Linked DNA regions of Zea mays: regions 1 and 2 are each linked to region 3. Evidence: chromatin contacts called from public Hi-C data. All regions are on one chromosome and are shown on one strand. The core of a region is the stretch at or near the end of the contact, and the rest is flanking DNA. Distances in the headings are between cores, read along the strand shown.

Region 1 (3,130 bases), core at 585-3,084, 230 kb after region 3:
GACCAGTAGCCCAAGCGGCTTCGCAGACACAGAATCCGACCTCGACTGGAAACGGTGAAGCGCTCATTTCAGTGTGTCTACATCGAAGAGTCACAAGTAGTCCGAAGAAGGTCACCTGTAGTTCAGCAAACTGAACCTGCAGTAGTAGCTTAGACCAGCAGCTTCCTGGCACAAATATTATAATGAACTATGCTGAAACTTGATTCAGCACTTACATGATTTGGGTGGTATTCCCTTCAGTTTTGTTGTGCTCGTGAAGACTTTAATATGTACAATGTTGAGTCCCTGTATCAAAACAATGCAGGTAGTGAAGGTTCCTTGTTCAGCGCGAGCAGATTTTCCTTGTTCAGCGCGAGCAGATTTTCATCCACTTTTGTTGTATAGGTCTGAAGGGAATGAAGTGTCTCTGGATGCATCTACAAGAAAACATACCACAGAGGCACCATCGAGCTCAGGCACAACGAGTGCAAGGAGGGAAGGATGTCTCACGGAGTTGGTAGTTTCTGAGAGGCGCCCTTCGTGTAGGTGGCGTCGGTGGCCGCGGAGGGCGGGAACATGCGGAGCACGGAGGTCGACAACGCTGCCGCGGCGTGGGACTACTCGCTGGAGTCGTAGAACATGGCGGAAGAGGACACGTTCTTGGATGCCGGGGCCGGCGGGTGAGGGAGGCGCTCGACGACCTCGTCGAGGACGGGGACCAACACGTCGTCTGCAAGCTCGAAGTTGGTGGTGGCATGGGGCCCACTTAGCTGGATGGTGGCTGAGTGCGGCCTCCTCGGTGGTATCAAAGTCGACGAGTCAGATGCGCACATGACGCTAGGGGTCGCGGATCTCTGCTGTGTACTTGCCCCATGGTCGGCGCCGCACTCTGTAGTACTGGGGCTCGGTGTCGGCGTCGTTCGACTTCCTCTCCCGCTCTGTGAGGGCCAACAGCCTGGGCCACTCCCTCGCCGTGGCCCGCATGGACGACGCCTCCTCCTTCAGTGCTCGCTCCAGACGGATCTCCTAGATGTAGTGCTTCACCCTATGGACGGCGAGCACCATGGACGGCGGCTGTTGCGTGGGGAGCGGGGTGCGGGCGACAGAGCGTAACGGCGACGGGAGCGGAAGGGCGCCTAGGGAGGCGTGGAGCACGGGCTGGGCCAGAGCAGGCACCGCCCAGGCGATGCCTCCGGCGCTGGGGACGCAAGGCAGGGGCGGGGGATGTGCCACTGCGTGGGCGTGGGCGAGATCCAAGGGCGGGGGCTCGGCAGGGGTCGCGAGTGTGGGAAAGAGAGAGGCGGGGGCACGACGGGGGCATGGAAGGTGTGGACGCCTTCGTTGTAGTCTTAATAGGAGTAGTATAGATTAGTCATAGATCTAAAAGTGCACTGCATAATACAGTAGTTAGCTTTTTCTTGCTTTAACCTTTATGTTACATGATCGAAACTCGCATTAGGCCAGTCGCCCAGACACAGAGAGGAAACATCGTCTGGTCATTGTAAGGCCTGAATAAACATGGGGTCGGGGCATGGCAATTCCCGGTAACCACCAGCGCAATTTGGACGGTTTGAAAGGTGACAAGTAGTGGGGGTAAGCTTCCGATGCTGCGCTCGTGGTGGTTGTGAAGGCCGGCGTTGTCTCTTACCTGCGAAGGCCGGCGCAGGATCTATCGGTAGAATCGGCCAGCAGCGTTTTCGTGGACTTGTCCTTCGTCTTTAAGGCCAAAAGTAATATTCAAAAAACATTTGAGGTGCTTGGGTGAAGAATGCCACAATGGAATTGGATCGACGGTGGTGCCCCCACTCAAAGCAGCTGCAGCTTATCACCACCGCCTCAGGCTCAGGATTGCACGGCTCCGCCGCGCTCGAATTCCCCCCACCTTCCACCAGGCCAGCACCATGGCCACTACCGCCCTCCTCCTCCGCACTCACCACCATCCCTGCAAGCCGCCGGCGCCGCGCGCGTCCGTACTCTGCCGCGCCACGGCGGGGATGGCTGGGCCGGCGTCGGCCGCGGCGCTGCGGTCCCTGGCCCCGCCCACGCGGCCGGAGCTGCTGTCGCTCGACCTGCCCCGCTACGACCCAGCGCCCGCCCGCCCCGTGGACCTCGCCGTGGTGGGCGGCGGGCCCGCGGGCCTCGCTGTGGCGCAGCGCGTCGCGGAGGCGGGCCTGTCGGTGTGCGCCATCGACCCGTCCCCCGCGGTCGTGTGGCCCAACAACTACGGCGTGTGGGTGGACGAGTTCGAGGCCATGGGCCTCTCCCACTGCCTCGACACCGTCTGGCCCTCCGCCTCCGTCTTCATCGACGATGGCGGCGCCAAGTCGCTCGACCGCCCCTACGCCCGCGTCGCGCGCCGCAAGCTCAAGTCCACCATGATGGACCGCTGCGTCGCCAACGGCGTCGTCTTCCACCAGGCCAAGGTCGCCAAGGCCGTCCACTACGACGCCTCGTCCCTCCTCATCTGTGACGACGGCGTCGCCGTCCCGGCAAGCGTCGTGCTCGACGCCACGGGCTTCTCGCGCTGCCTCGTGCAGTACGACAAGCCGTACAACCCGGGGTACCAGGTCGCCTACGGCATCCTCGCCGAGGTCGACGCCCACCCGTTCGACATCGACAAGATGCTCTTCATGGACTGGCGCGACTCGCACCTCCCCGAAGGGTCGGAGATCAGGGAGCGCAACCGCCGCATCCCCACCTTCCTCTACGCCATGCCCTTCTCCCCCACCAGGATCTTCCTCGAGGAGACGTCCCTGGTCGCGCGCCCGGGGCTCGCCATGGACGACATCCAGGAGCGCATGGCCGCGCGCCTCAGGCACCTGGGTATACGCGTCCGAAGCGTCGAGGAGGACGAGCGCTGCGTCATCCCCATGGGAGGGCCGCTGCCCGTCCTGCCGCAGAGGGTTGTCGGCATCGGCGGCACGGCAGGGATGGTGCACCCGTCCACGGGCTACATGGTGGCGCGCACGCTTGCCACCGCGCCTATCGTGGCGGACGCCATCGTAAGGTTCCTCGACACCGGCACCGGCAACGGCATGGGTGGCCTGGCAGGGGACGCGCTCTCCGCCGAGGTGTGGAAGCAGCTGTGGCCAGCCAACAGGCGGCGGCAGAGGGAGTTCTTCTGCTTCGGCATGGACGTCCTGCTCAAGCT
Region 2 (2,878 bases), core at 45-2,544, 250 kb before region 3:
TAATATATATATTGGCAGTCACTTGATTTCTGTCATTGCTGTCAGGGGACTAACAATCAGCTTGCTCTGCTTGAGAAGATGAATGATCGCGTATCACAGGAATACAGCAACTACGGTGACATCGCCGCTGGTCTGCGAGTATTTGTAGAGCAGCTGAATGAGAAAAACCGAGGCTTCGAGGATTACGTGTCGCAGATTGATGCGATAGATCAACAGGTGACTGAGTTTGAGGCAGTGGTGTCCATGCTCGACAAGCATGTTGCCCTCTTGGAAAAGAAAGTAAAATCGGCCTATCACATTTCTACTACCCAATGATTTCCATCCATATGCCACAATGCAGATTCTTTTGCCAACACTTGAGCTTATCCGGGAAACATATTATTATATATTCTGGCTGAGGAAACAACGCTGTAGCTGTAGCTGTAGGTGTTCCCACCGTTGAAATGATGCAATCAGATTCCAAGTTGTGCTGTAGTAACTTTCAGACAAACAGGCAGCAGTTGGGTTTTGTCCCTCACAGTCACAGTGTATTATTAGTGTTAGGAAATTGATGCATGGGTGCCGGGATTTGCGGGGCACAATCATTGCCTACTGCTCCACAAGAAACATGTCACTGTTGTGTGTGTTGTAATTTCTGGATCAATGGGCGAACTGCATCTTGCAGTGTACGCGCTTGCCACCAAGATTCCTGCAGATTTTCAGCCAAAGGAAATCTGGCTGCAGGGGAGCAGTCCATGGAGCTGAATCCTCCTGTACAAAAGAATCTTGAGGCCTTGGATGCTTATATATTCATCTAAATATATTTTTATATATTCATCTAAATCTATATTTATATATTCACCTAAATCTATAGGTGTTAAGTGATTTAATGTAGAATCTAAACTAAATTTCAGTTATTTCACACCATCGCCGCAGTGCTACCTGTACTGACTACCAATTGCAGGTTTTGTGTTGATCTTCGGTTCATGCTCTTGTACCACGTGGGATGAATTACACATCCTTCTCTTTCTGCGGAATATCCCATGCAGTTTCTTCTTCCATTACTTCCGTCCGTCGTACCGCTGTAGTTGTAATCTACAAAATAAATATAATGTAAAAACAGTATAAATTGTTTTAGATTAAAGTTGTAATTCATAGAGATAACAGAAGCTGTTTCGGATTATGCTTATTTTTTATAGTTCGGATGGGTTTTCAAACTACACGACTTCGTCCAAAATCTGGCAGTCTTTGCTTTCCGAGACGTCTCAGGAGCACAGGCAGATTTGACCTCCGTTTGCACCGGGAAACCCGTCGACTTGACCTCGTGCTCCCGGCCCAAACTGGGAATTGGGCCGAGTCACACTCGGCTCTGACCCAAGCCTATCATACTTGGTATCAAATGGGTTTAGATAAATAATGCTAAAAAAAAAATTAAGTCATATCGTAACAGATCGAAGTGTAAAAACAGTGACCCACTCTATCTTAAATGACTTCTTGCATTTGTTGGACCGTGCCAACCAAGCTCGGCCAATATACTACATAAAATTAAAATATTGCAACCACGTAAAGTTCATATCTTACTAAATTAAAGATATTAAACAATGCTAATATCATTTAACATCATAAAGTCCAAATATCATAACAATATAAAGTCTACCACTCATTAAATTAATAAAAATAAACAACATGGACTTAATTAGGCCGTGCCGGCCTAAGTCTGGCCCATCTGTGTAGGCCGTGCTGGGCAAGACGGGCCAGAATTTGAGGTCCGACCCAATCCCGACTTCGGGCCATACTAGTCAGGTCCATATTATTTCGTGTAGATCATACTTTGGGCTTCTGTTTTCGGACCATACTCATTTAAAAAGTATAATCCATATTTCCAGCACTAGCTCAAACGTTGCAAGACGCAAAAGGGATTTATTAATTCGATTCACACAGGTTTCCTCGAGAACGGGACGCAAGAGAGACCATTCATCGAACAGCGGCACTTGCCCTCGCGACAAGTTAAACTGAATTATTAAGCACCGGCTGTCAGAGGGTGGAGGCAGCACTGTCAGTCCAAAATAATGGCGTCCTGTCCTGATGATGGCATGGGCCATATGGCTGGCCAGCCTCGCCTGGTCTAAAAGCTTCCAGGGCGTCACCGTCGAGCTCAAGTCTTTTGGGATATTGCTGCAGCTGCAGGCACCGGTCCCTGGACTCTTGGGATATTGCGTGATGATGGTGTCTGGACGTTTAAGCCTATTACCATAATAGTTGTGTTCTATACATATGATTGTATGTGTTAACACGTACCATTGTACTTTATATAGATAAATTTGACAGCGTAACCACGCGCCACTAGAGGTGCTAATGGATCGTGATCCAAATGTTTCTTTACAAAATATTAGGATCCAAAATAATTTTTAGTTCAAAATTAATAAAAATAGAGTCTAATCTTAATCCGATTCGATCCTTAAATCTTATAGTGTAAAATTTAGAGCCCATTATCACGCTTACGCGCCACGCAAGGTGCATGGTCCCGTAAATTGCCGAAATTTCATCATAATACCATACAAGTATACATGAGAGTTATATATCTATTACAAATGCTATATGAACATATATACTCATGCGAAAACAAATGAAACACATCTGGAAATCGCTTCTTCCACACAAATTGGGCCTTTCTTAGCGAGGATATTGTGGAAGGTGTCAAACTCTGGTTTACTCAGAGGGTGATGCCTCAGGGAGTGAACGACACATGCATTCCTTATTCCCAAGACAGCTCATTTGGTAAGTCTGAACTACTACAACCTTAGTTTCTGTAATGTGATTTATAAAGTAGTCTGGAAATATTTGGTTAACTAGATTTGACCCCTTGTTGATGTGTTAATCTTAGATAATCATAATGCCT
Region 3 (3,296 bases), core at 784-3,283:
GCTCGCACAAATAGCGAAGAGAACTAGCCATTCAGTTGCTTGGCCAGCGCTCTAGTTCCTCGGTTTGTGGGGAACATATTAGGCCGAATCCTACTATTTCCCTCTTAAATCCCCTATTCATACCTTCTATGATATTTAAATACCTCTCTTTCCCTTATTTCACCTCCCCTCCAACCCTTTTCCTCTATTCATCTCCCTCTGTTAACTTTAAATGAGCTATTTAACTTTTGTACATCAGTTTTTGGATTTTTAAAAAATAATACATTATTTATAGTACCATAATATATATTATTATCAATTAATAAAACTTTGAAAGAATTACTTTTATGGTTAGAAGTACTAATTAATAAAGAGATATTAGAGCTTCCTATAATGAGAGATTTCGTTATTTCTCCCTGAAAGAGAGAGAGGAGCGAGAGAGTTGTTAGGCTCACTCGGCCATCGAAGATCTAGGGGAGGGAGCGACTTCGTGAGCCATTGGAAAGAGTCTTATTGTTCACTTGTTTAGAATTGCAACTTTAGCGACGTTTAGTTTATATTTAACTTTTAGTATCTTATTCTATTATCTCAATTTTAACCAAACAAGCCTTATATTTTATGCTGTATTTTATTCCAAGCATTACACATAACTTTAGAATATAGCTAAAAATGCATTTTCTTGGATAGTGTGCATTGGTTCTAAAAATCTCTCCACAACCAAACACCCCCTTTATCGCTACTAGTAAAGTGCTCGTACGTTGCTACAATTTTTATTTATGCTTAAGTAATATACATCACAAATACTTTAGCATTTTACTATTTAAATGGGGAACACAATGATGATGAAAACCGTAGAATTAGAAAAATTGGTGTTTTAATATAGCAGAAATAGAGATAGAGCAGAGATAGAGATAGAGATAGAGATATAGATAGAGAAGTAATAATAAAAGTCTCTCTCCTCTTTAAAAAAAGAAAATGCAATATTTCTCTCTTTTTCTAGTATCGCTATGTATGCACAAATATTGCAAGTCACTATAGTTCCCTTTATTTTCTTCTAGTAAAGGAGTGTTTAATATACTAAAGATAATAGGTAGGAGGTGTTTGAATGCACTAGAACTAATATTAACTTTCTTTTAGTATTAAAACACCAATTGGGTAAAAATTGATAGTGAAATTAGTAGCGAACAAATAGCTAGCTACTATTAGTTAATTTGCTAAAAATAGCTAAAAGCTAAATTATTAGTTAGACTGTTTGGATGTCTCGACTAATTTTAGCAGCTAATTATTAATTCTAGTGCATTCAAACACTGCTTAGTTGGCTAAAAAGTTAATAGTTGAATTAGCTAGCTAACTATTAACTAATCTAATAAAATAGCTAATATCTAAATAATTAGACAGACTGTTTAGATGTCTTTAACTAATTTTAGCAATAAACTATTACCTATAGGAAATATTTGAATGCACTAGAGCTAATGTTTAGTTGGCAAAAAAGTTGTTAGTGAAATTAGTTAACTAACAAATTTCTAGCTAGCTATTAACTAATTTACAGTAGCTAATGTCTCTAATAAATTTTAGCAGCTAACTATTAAATCTAGTGTATTTAAACACTACAATCAAACATGACCTAAAACTATCGACTGTTGTTCGGACTGCTGCAGTTATGGTTTAGGACTGTTTGCTTCAGATTAAAAACAGCTGTTCAGATTGCTGGAGCTACAATCCATAAAGATAAAACACTGAGTAGAATTTAATATGGATTAAAGCCCAGCAAACAGACGGGGGTTGTTAAAGACCAAGGATCTCGTTCGATAAGTACCTCTGTTCGATGAAATTTAACGTTATAGATACTCACCTAGAAACGAAAACCAATTCAGTTTTTATTTTGGTTTAAAATTTGAAAAGTAAAAGTCAAAATTTGGTCTTTTTCAAAATTATCGAGCTGAACCTCGACCTCCTATGGTGAAAAAAAAAAACAGATCATCATCACAATCGACGATTGCATTTCACACGCGAAATTTCCCCTTTTCCAACGCCACAGCAAACAGCATCCACAGCGGAGAGCGTCTCTTTCTCCTTCCCCTCCCTCTTTCCACGACACCAAAAGAAACCGAAAACCATCGACGCGCTCCGTCCACCCTCCCCTACCCCGCGTCCTCCTCCCCTACGCCTCCCAGCCCAGCGGCAAAACCTAACCCTAGATGGGCGCCGTCACCTCTACGGTCGCGGCGCGCTTTGCCTTTTTCCCGCCGAGCCCGCCGTCGTACGGGTTCGAGCAGCCGGCGCCGCTTCCGGCCCCTGCCACACCCGAGCCTCCGGCCCCGGCCACATCCAAGCCGCCGCCTCCGGCCCCGGCCACACCCAAGCCGCCGCCAGCGGGGGAGGAGAAGGGCGGTGGCGCGGTGGTGGAGCTCACGGGCGTCCCGCGGAGGGTTAACGTGGAGGCGCGGCGGCTGCGGACGAAGCGGGGCACGGAGGTGGTCGCGATGCACGTGCGCCAGGCGGGGGCCAAGCTCACGCTGCTCTACTCCCACGGCAACGCCGCCGACCTCGGCCAGATGTACGAGCTCTTCGTCGAGCTCAGCGCCCACCTCAACGTCAACCTCATGGGGTACGCTCCGTCCCCCCCCCCCCCCCCCCCCCCCCCCCCCCCCCCCGATTGAGTTGCATTGGCCTTCTTGCAATTCTGTGCCATTGGGTTGGGACCACCGTGGCTTCGCAGTGTGGCCTTGGATCTTCCTGATCGTGTCCTGGATCGGAGATACAGCTGCAATCTTATCTCAAGTTAGAATGCCGATCGTGTTCATTCGGATGGAATGGTGGGACTCGGGGGCGGATCACTGGGGTTGCTGTCTCCTAGCTTCGATTACAGATGCAAGCTTACTAATTGCTGTTGCCCTGAGGCATTCGTGATCTGAGTATGGAGCTGTGCTAATGCTGGAATGGTGCTTGATGTTACTGGGTTTGCTTGCAGTAGTTCTAGTTCTAGTACAAGTTTACATTTTTTTTTGTTACTCCAAGTTCACTATCTTCATATAAGCGTTGACCCCTGGCCTTTTGTTTGCTGGTGGTTGTATACGCTCAATCTTGGCTTTGAAACCAGTCGGACACTGTTACTTTAGCTGATTTGTGGTTGTCGTAATTTTTCTGTGAGGCTGTTTCATTTTAGATTTGCAATAAACCTGCCCAAGTCTGTTTGAGGCGATTGCTCTCCAATCTAGCTAATTTACTTAAGCTTAGTTAACACAAATTAAATTTGGTTTTTTAGTTCCTATTTGCTATATGTTATTTTTATGACCGAGTTGATTTTATGTGAGGTG

Evidence for each region. Hi-C and Micro-C count contacts between places; a contact is called where the count stands out from the background.
Region 1: a contact with region 3 is called in a Hi-C map of bundle sheath, with 2.2 times the contacts expected there. The contact joins the promoter of LOC100383002 here to the promoter of LOC100285540 in region 3. A contact is called at or near these places in 3 of 25 Hi-C or Micro-C datasets (bundle sheath, ear and tassel).
Region 2: a contact with region 3 is called in a Hi-C map of tassel, with 2.1 times the contacts expected there. The contact joins the enhancer-like site here to the promoter of LOC100285540 in region 3. A contact is called at or near these places in 2 of 25 Hi-C or Micro-C datasets (ear and tassel).

What each region holds. Positions count from the first base shown.
Region 1 is chr5:102,919,556-102,922,685 of Zm-B73-REFERENCE-NAM-5.0, reverse strand. It overlaps LOC100383002 (pink scutellum 1), which reads left to right and starts at 1,834. Exons shown (of 1, transcript NM_001175684.1): 1 at 1,834-3,130. The coding sequence starts at 1,881.
Region 2 is chr5:103,398,052-103,400,929 of Zm-B73-REFERENCE-NAM-5.0, reverse strand. LOC100281969 (phytoene dehydrogenase-like) reads left to right here. Exons shown (of 2, transcript NM_001154886.1): 2 at 46-463. The coding sequence ends at 315. Among protein-coding and RNA genes, the nearest start is that of LOC100281969, 10 kb to the left of the region's middle. Within about 2 kb of position 1,294, at least 9 of the 20 cell types and tissues checked have an H3K27ac peak or open chromatin away from gene starts, as enhancers often do. A contact at or near this core is called in ear and tassel, where this site is marked.
Region 3 is chr5:103,152,466-103,155,761 of Zm-B73-REFERENCE-NAM-5.0, reverse strand. It overlaps LOC100285540, which reads left to right and starts at 2,033. Exons shown (of 6, transcript NM_001370719.1): 1 at 2,033-2,587. The coding sequence starts at 2,178.